Regions from separate parts of the Sus scrofa genome. Here region 1 is linked to region 2. Evidence: chromatin contacts called from public HiChIP or PLAC-seq data. All regions are on one chromosome and are shown on one strand. The core of a region is the stretch at or near the end of the contact, and the rest is flanking DNA. Distances in the headings are between cores, read along the strand shown.

What was found. HiChIP or PLAC-seq counts read pairs in DNA pulled down with a chosen protein or histone mark.
Region 1: a contact with region 2 is called in an H3K27ac HiChIP or PLAC-seq map of alveolar macrophages. The contact joins two enhancer-like sites. A contact is called at or near these places in 2 of 47 Hi-C or Micro-C datasets (embryonic fibroblasts and heart right ventricle) and 1 of 2 datasets of contacts at active chromatin or transcription factors (alveolar macrophages).

Annotation. Positions count from the first base shown.
Region 1 is chr2:25,524,882-25,528,560 of Sscrofa11.1, forward strand. The region is part of intron 1 of PAMR1 (peptidase domain containing associated with muscle regeneration 1); the gene reads left to right. Among named protein-coding and RNA genes, the nearest start is that of PAMR1, 12 kb to the left of the region's middle. Within about 2 kb of position 1,785, at least 5 of the 83 cell types and tissues checked have an H3K27ac peak or open chromatin away from gene starts, as enhancers often do. A contact at or near this core is called in alveolar macrophages, where this site is marked.
Region 2 is chr2:24,838,174-24,841,679 of Sscrofa11.1, forward strand. It overlaps LOC102163604 (a long non-coding RNA gene), which reads right to left. Exons shown (of 7, transcript XR_002341511.1): 4 at 3,104-3,179; 5 at 2,471-2,615; 6 at 955-1,744. It overlaps COMMD9 (COMM domain-containing protein 9), which reads left to right. Exons shown (of 8, transcript XM_013990158.2): 8 at 1-663. The coding sequence ends at 64. Among named protein-coding and RNA genes, the nearest start is that of COMMD9, 21 kb to the left of the region's middle. Within about 2 kb of position 2,203, at least 6 of the 83 cell types and tissues checked have an H3K27ac peak or open chromatin away from gene starts, as enhancers often do. A contact at or near this core is called in alveolar macrophages, where this site is marked.

The DNA of each region.
Region 1 (3,679 bases), core at 535-3,034, 690 kb after region 2:
CACAGCCACAGTAACGTGGGATCCAAGCCATGTCTGCGACCCATACCGCAGCTCACAACAACGCTGGATCCTCAACCCACTGAGAAAGGCCAGGGATTGAACCCACATTCTCATGGATCCTAGTTGGGTTCATTACAGCTGAGCCACAATGGGAACTCCCAAGTTTTATTGTTTTTAACTTATACATTTTAATGCTTTGTTTGACCTAATATTTGCCCGAGTTCTATCGCCAAGTACTTTTAGATGCATTATGAAATTACTTTGTAGTAGCCAATGCTAATAAAAAAAAATAATAAGATCTCTTCAGCTCATATGCCAATGTTTGAAATAACCCAGAAGCAGCTGTCCTTCAAGGATTTCTAGCACCACAGTTGTCGAGGATAAGAGCAACTGGGGGGCTCTCCCAAGATGCTAGCGTTTGGGTTTTGTTTCCTTTGACTATAGATGTAGAAAGTCTATTTCTAGAAGAGAAGCAGCGGGAGGTGAGGTATGTTCTATTTAAATAGGTGTCTGAAGAGGGAGGTATTAGAAAAAAGAGACAAGGCAATCTAGAAGCAAGGGGGAGAGACCCAGAATGCTATGATATAAATAAGGACAGACTGCTTGAAAATGCCACGTATGTACGGGCCTCCGGAGGAGATATTATGACTCAAGCCCTTTGCTCCCTTAGCATCTCTATCTCAGCCACATACGTGATGGTTTTTTATTTTACAGAGAATAACGGTAATATCTTGACCAACATGCACTTTTCCTTCCAAAGCCCTTTATGCTCATTGCCTGTTTACCTGCAGTGATAGCAACAACCCCATCAACGTACCTCCATTCTTTTGAGGTTTAGGAGAAATGCCACAGCACGGTGTCTTTTCTATGATTGTCCAGCCCCATAAAAGCGGGACAGATTGAGGTTTAAAATCTGGGTGGTCTGACTCCCAGGTGTGTCTGCTTCACCAATGCTGCATTCTTCATCTCTAAAGTCAGAAGCGTGAACTCTTTAGAATCAAAGGATTGTGTTGGAAAGGAACCAGATGGTGGCCCCAGAAAGAGCTGGCTTGTGATCTTTCTTCTTTCACCCGAGTGCTGTGCTACCTGGGGCCATTTAGTGACCCTCTCTGTTCTTCTGTTTCCTCATCTGTTAAATGAAGGGTCATCATGAGTCTTCAATGCGCTGGTATGTTTTAAAGGCTCAGCTACCTTCCCATGGGGGCTGGGACCCGGGGAGAGAGGAGAATGAATGAGGAGTGACAGTGAGGAGCCGTGTCCTCAGTAAAGGATGAAGAGGGGAAGGAAATGACAAACGGATTTTTGCCTCCCTCCCCCTCTCCAGTGTCCTAGTGCCTACAAACTAGATTTCTAGGGAATCCATTGAAAGTTTTATCACTCCTGATACCCAAAAGGGACTGATGAAGGCATCAACTTTCCAGCTATCATTAACAGGAGGAGCTGTGAGAAGGGGAAGAAGGAGGTTGCTGAGGTTGGAAGTCCAGCCAGGCTGGGACGGAGGGTCACTCGGTGACGGGATGGTTCTCAAAGGCTCAGGAGGATGTATTGCGTCACCAAGGGCCCCAGTAACTGTTCCATCACGTCACTCTGCCTCACAGCATTTCTGCCTGGGATTTGCCTGCCTGGCATCTGTCATCAGCCTCGCCGAGCAGGCAGTCAGACCCTCAGGCAGTTAGGAATGTTGTGCATTAGAAGTGAACATGGGGAGTTCAGATAGTAGCGGCAGTGGGGGTCGGCGCGTGTGGACAGGAGCAGAGCCCGAGCTGCCTCGTTGTAGATCTCTCTGCTTCCTACTTCTTCTTTTTTTCTTCCTCTGGTCTCCGGAGGTTTGTAAAATACAGAAGAGAGTAAAACTTCTCAGGAGAAATTGTCATTAAAGGTGGGTAGATGGGAGGGCTGTGGGTTCTTTGCTGGATACAAAGGCAGATTCTAACATCAAGGAGGAGTGAGCCGTGATAAAAGCACTTTTCTTTGCTACCTCCTGGGATGACCTCAGCCTGGGCCTGTGGTCTGACAACTGATATTTCCATCCTACAGGGAACAGACTGACTCATGTTTTCATCCACAATTTTCTGACTTTTTTCAGTTTGACCTCAGTAGCCACTATGTCAACATTAGTTCCTTAAACCCTAGTGTTGAGGAGTTCCCATCGTGGCTCAGTGGAGATGAATCTGACTAGTATCCATGAGGACTCAGGTTCGATCCCTGGCCTCACTCAGTGGGTTAAGGATCTGGTGTTGCCATGAGTTGTGGTGTAGGTCACAGACGAGGCTGGCTTGGATCTAGTGTTGCTGTGGCTGTGGTGTAGGCCCTTGGTTATCAATTCCACACCTAGCCTGGGAACCTCCATATGCTGTGGGTGTGGCCCTAAAAATGAAAAAAAAAAAAAAAAAAAACCCCACAAAAACTAGTGTTGAAAATGTGGCCCTCTGAGACAGCACTAAGGGGACGCAATTGCTCCCTCTGCCATTGTGTGAGTCAAGCCCCTGCTGTTTGAGGGCTTAAGTGTTCTCCATCTTGTTGGCAGTGAAAATACACTAGCACTGGAGAGCTTAAAGCAGGCTGTCACGTTGATAAGGGACTGTGCAAAATAGTGCTGGTGGCAATGGTGACGGCCAGCTTTCTTTCACTCATTCGTTTGTTCACGCCATCTATGAAAGCGGAACCCATGCCAGTGTATCAGCATTGTTTTCATTGCCTTGGTATTTGCATGGATAAAGCAGGACTGAGAGGTTAAATGTCTTCCATTTTCCAACCTGAATTCTGAAAAAACCAGAGCTGGATTGACCTCTTTTTGTATAACTGAATCTCTACTCTGTGCAGGAGATACCAGGATGGCTGCTCCAAGCATGGCACCCACAGAAGGGCTTGGGCAAAGCTTATGATACCAAAGCACTTTGCAACTCTCTTGATACTGGTTTACCCTGAGTAAAAAAAGAAGGAAGAGAAATGCTTGTGCACACACAGGATAATGATGCAGCAATTTAAAATCACTTTTGCAGACTACTCAAGGTCAAGAGAAAATGTCCATGACTGAAATAAAGAAAATAAGCAGTTTCTAAAAAAGAAAACACACACACACAACACAGCCATAAGAAGTTACCAGTTTTGAGAGGTAAGAACATTGGGTACACATCTTTCAGTTTCTATATGTGGATATATATGTCCATTAAATGATGACAATAGAAGGATAAACAATAGAATGTGAAGATTATTTCTGAATACTTTTTATTCCTCTACGAATGATCTTATGTTTTGAAGCTTTCACAAAGAATTTTTATATTAAAATAGGGAGTGTTTGGTAAAGAAAAAAATAGATATTTTATCTAATGGAAGAGTTAGAGATGGATGAATGTCTGCGGTGCCCCAAACTCTGTAAGTTTAGTTTTGCTGTGTGATTACAGGCATGCTCTTGACCTGTTGGTACCTTGGCTGATCCTAGGGCAGTGCTCTCTGAGTTCTTGGTGCATAATTTGTGCTTATTTCCTGGGAAGCACTGACAGAATAAGTCATTTTCAGCTTTATAATGCTTTTCTCTTAAAGGTGGAAGACAAAGTAACATTTGCTCAACTCCAGCAGCCATTGAAGCTGGAGGATGTCCTGGCCTTTTTCCCCCTAAGCAGCAGACTTGTTCACCTCCTCCCTAAACCTAGAATTCTGTGAGCCTTCCCTTCCCCTC
Region 2 (3,506 bases), core at 953-3,452:
GGACACCATGCTGGATGGGCTGGGCCGCATCCGAGACCAGCTTTCTGCCGTGGCCAACAAGTGAGCCACTGCCCGGTTGCTCCTGGGCACCCACCTCCCAGCACATGGTAGCCACCGCCACAGGCACCAGTGGGGACAAAGGAGGCTGCCACCCAGAAGGCACAGTCGGACCAGAGGCAGCCAGGCCCCTACATGGATGTTCTCACTTTTTCCCCCTCTTCCCGAAGTTGGTGAGCATAAGCTGCTCTCCTCCAGGGCCCTGTGTGGTACCTGACTCCCAGCATGGCGGGGAGAAGGACCTTGCTTGGTCAGCTGCCTCTGGCTGGCTGATTGGAAAATTCAGGCCCAAATTGTGGAGCTCGTTTCCAGCTCTGAAGACCTCTGGGGAGTCAGGTGGCTGATGCCAGCCTGCTTCTCTATCAGCGAAGCCAGGCAGATCCCGCAGGGCAGGGCCACTCAAACTTACCTGCTGCAGCGTGCCGTCCCACCCTGGTCCCCAGCCTTCACGCTCCCTCATCCCGGCTGCGCCACCCTGCGGCGTAGGAAGTCTCACGTGGGAGCTGATCCCCTTCTTCATGGAGCCAGAGGGCCCTTCCTGGGTGTAAGGCAGCCAGTCAGGGTGAAGAAGTGGGAGTGACTGGAAATAAACAACGGTTCTAACAACTTCGTGCCTCTGGTCCCACATCTGTCCTTAGTCTGAGTCGTTGCCTTAGGCCAGCGCTGCCTCCTTCTTAAAGGTCTGCTCTCTGAGCCCTTTGTTTTTGCAGCTTCTCTGGTGGGGGGGGGGCATATGTGTGTGCAGATGGGGTGGGAGGGCGGATGGAGGAGGTAGGGCTGCAGGTTAAGAGGATGCACTCAATGCCTGCCCGCTCCCAGTCTTTCTTTTAATTAAATGGGAATGATTATAGTATCTACTCTGCAGAGCTTTTGTGAAGATGAAATGATAGAACGTACCTAAAAGCACTTAGCGCTGCTGTGGCCAACAGGAAGGGCTCAGTAATGTGAGCTTCGGTTAGTAATGGAAGGAGAGCAGAAAGCTGTCTGCATTCATTGTGTCATCTACTGTCCCAGGGTTCCTGTGACAGTGAATGTTATTATCGTCCCTTTATCGATGAGGAAATCAGCACATCGAGATGAGGTCACCTGCTAGTAAATGGCCTCATTAGGACTTGGGCCCAGATTTCTCTAGCTTTTTCTACCACAACGGAGCTGTGACTCCAGCTCTGTTTGGAAAATACTGGAACTGAGGCAGAGATGAGCAATCTTCTTCCTGCCCACCCCACCCTCCAGCTCCCCCCTCTACCCGGCCCCCGTGAAACACTAGAGAAGTCAAGAAAAAAAAAATCCTGAGCTCCTCTTTGTCTGCCATCTCCTGGAAGCTGAGCCACCTTCTGTTCAAATGGTGTTTCTTAACCCTTCTGGGGCCACACCCATTGAGGAACTGATGGAAGCTGTGGATCCTTTCTATAGGAAAGGACACTCGATTTTTCATGTTCAAGGATTAGTGTGTGTGGACCCTGGAGGCCAGCCCATTGGCACCAGGTCGAGAACCCTCAGCCTCATGCTCAGGTTGAGTTCAGCCTTGTCATGAATTCATCTTCCTCCTTTCCTTCCACTCCCTGTGACCCAGAGATAGAGACCGCCAAGTGCCAATACGCTGGGCTTCCCATGGGATCCATCAGAAACTGCGTGAAGCAGGAAGCCCGGTGTCTGGACAGCTGGACATTCCTTTAGCCAGAACCATCTGGATTCATGACATACAGAGGGCATTCAAGAAATAACTGTTAGGGAGCAGCAAACTTGACTAGTACCCGTGAAGATGCGGGTTCGATCCCCGGCCCTGCTTGATGGGCTGATAAGGATCTAGCATTGCCACAAGCTGCAGCAGAGGTTGCAGACTTGGTTCAGCTCCCACCTTGCTGTGGCTGTGGCGTAGGCCGGCAGCTGCAGCTCTGATTCTACCCCTAGCCTGGGAACCTCCATGTGCGGCGGGTGTGGCCCAAACTAAAAAGATGAAGGAAGGAAAAGAAATAACTTTACGGTAGATCTCAGTGGTGAGGTTGCCCAGCACCGTCCACCTACCAACCTACAGGGCTGCGTACGTGGCTCAATCCTGATCGATGTTCGTGTCCCACAGAGACTGTCCCAGGACTGCACCTGACTTAAACTGGGCCAGTCTGAGTCTTTTCCTGTGACGTTTTCTGCTGGAATTGGCGGTGAAGACCGCCTCCTGCCTCTCGGCTCCGATAGTGAAGCCGTGTACCAGGAAGGACGAGAAAAGGGATATTTGCACCTGATAACTGCTGTCCCCTGACATCTGAACCAAAGACTCCTTTTTGCCTAAACTGGTTTATACGTATAAACAAAGGACGGAAACAGCACACGTGCCGTCTCGCCACCTTTTCTCACAATAACCCTCATCACCAGTGTGGCACGAGAAAGGGGGGAAACATTTTCGTGGAGAGCTTACCGCCTGTTCCCCGTAGCCGAGGACGTCCGTGGAGCCTCGTCCCCTGGGGTCCGCGCCCGATCCTGAGGAGGAGGGAGGGCCAGGGCCGAGCGAGCACTCCCGTCTGGCCGTTCCCAACTCAGAGGCCTGTGCTCTCCATTCCTGCCTTGGTTTTGGAAAAAGAAAACGGGTTCTTCACAGAAGCCACATTTTCCCCTGCATCTGGCGACGTTTAGCCCCCCCCCCCCCCACCAGTCCTGCCTTCCCACTTCCCTCTTCCGGTGCTTTTCAGGTCCAAAGGCAGTGACAGGAGGAACCGATATTTGGGTCTTTCCCACACACACCAGTTCTCCAAACATAGTGGGCACTGTGTGTCATAGTCATTTGTCAAGCTCTGTGGTCTGGTGCTGACAGATTTTTCAGGAAGTGAGTCCAGTGTGGTTCAGAAGGCTCTTCATTATTTTGTTCCATAAACTGAGATGTTATCAGAAGTGAGAGTTTTTACGACATATAAGAAATATTTTCATCTAGAAGACACTGGCTACCTGTCATTTTGAAAGTTTGCCAGTGGTTGGACTTTTACAAGAATTATTTTGCTCCCGTAACTGCTGACTTCCATGACTTGCATTTGGCAGTTCCTAAACATTTTCTCACCTGCATGATGTTGACCTTTGCACAACTTCCTTCTTCCTTCAGTGTTCATATTTCTGTGGTTCTGCCCTTTTTATAACTACTTAAGGAAGAAAGAAAAGGAGATTTCTTAGTAGTATTTCCTGGTTGATACCAAGGAGGGAGAACCTTTTTTTTTTTTTTTTTTTGCAGGTGCAGCCCTAAGAAGTTCCCAGGCTAGGGTTGGAATTGGAGCTGCAGCTGCCAGCCTAGGCACAGCCACTGCAATGCTAGATCTGGGCTGCATCGGTGACCTACATGCAGCTTAGGGCAGGGATCCTTAACTCGCTGAGTGAGGCCAGGGATTGAACCCACATCCTCATGGATATTGGTTGGATTCTTAACCACTGAGCCATATTGGGAACTCCAAAGAACCATTCTTTATTTG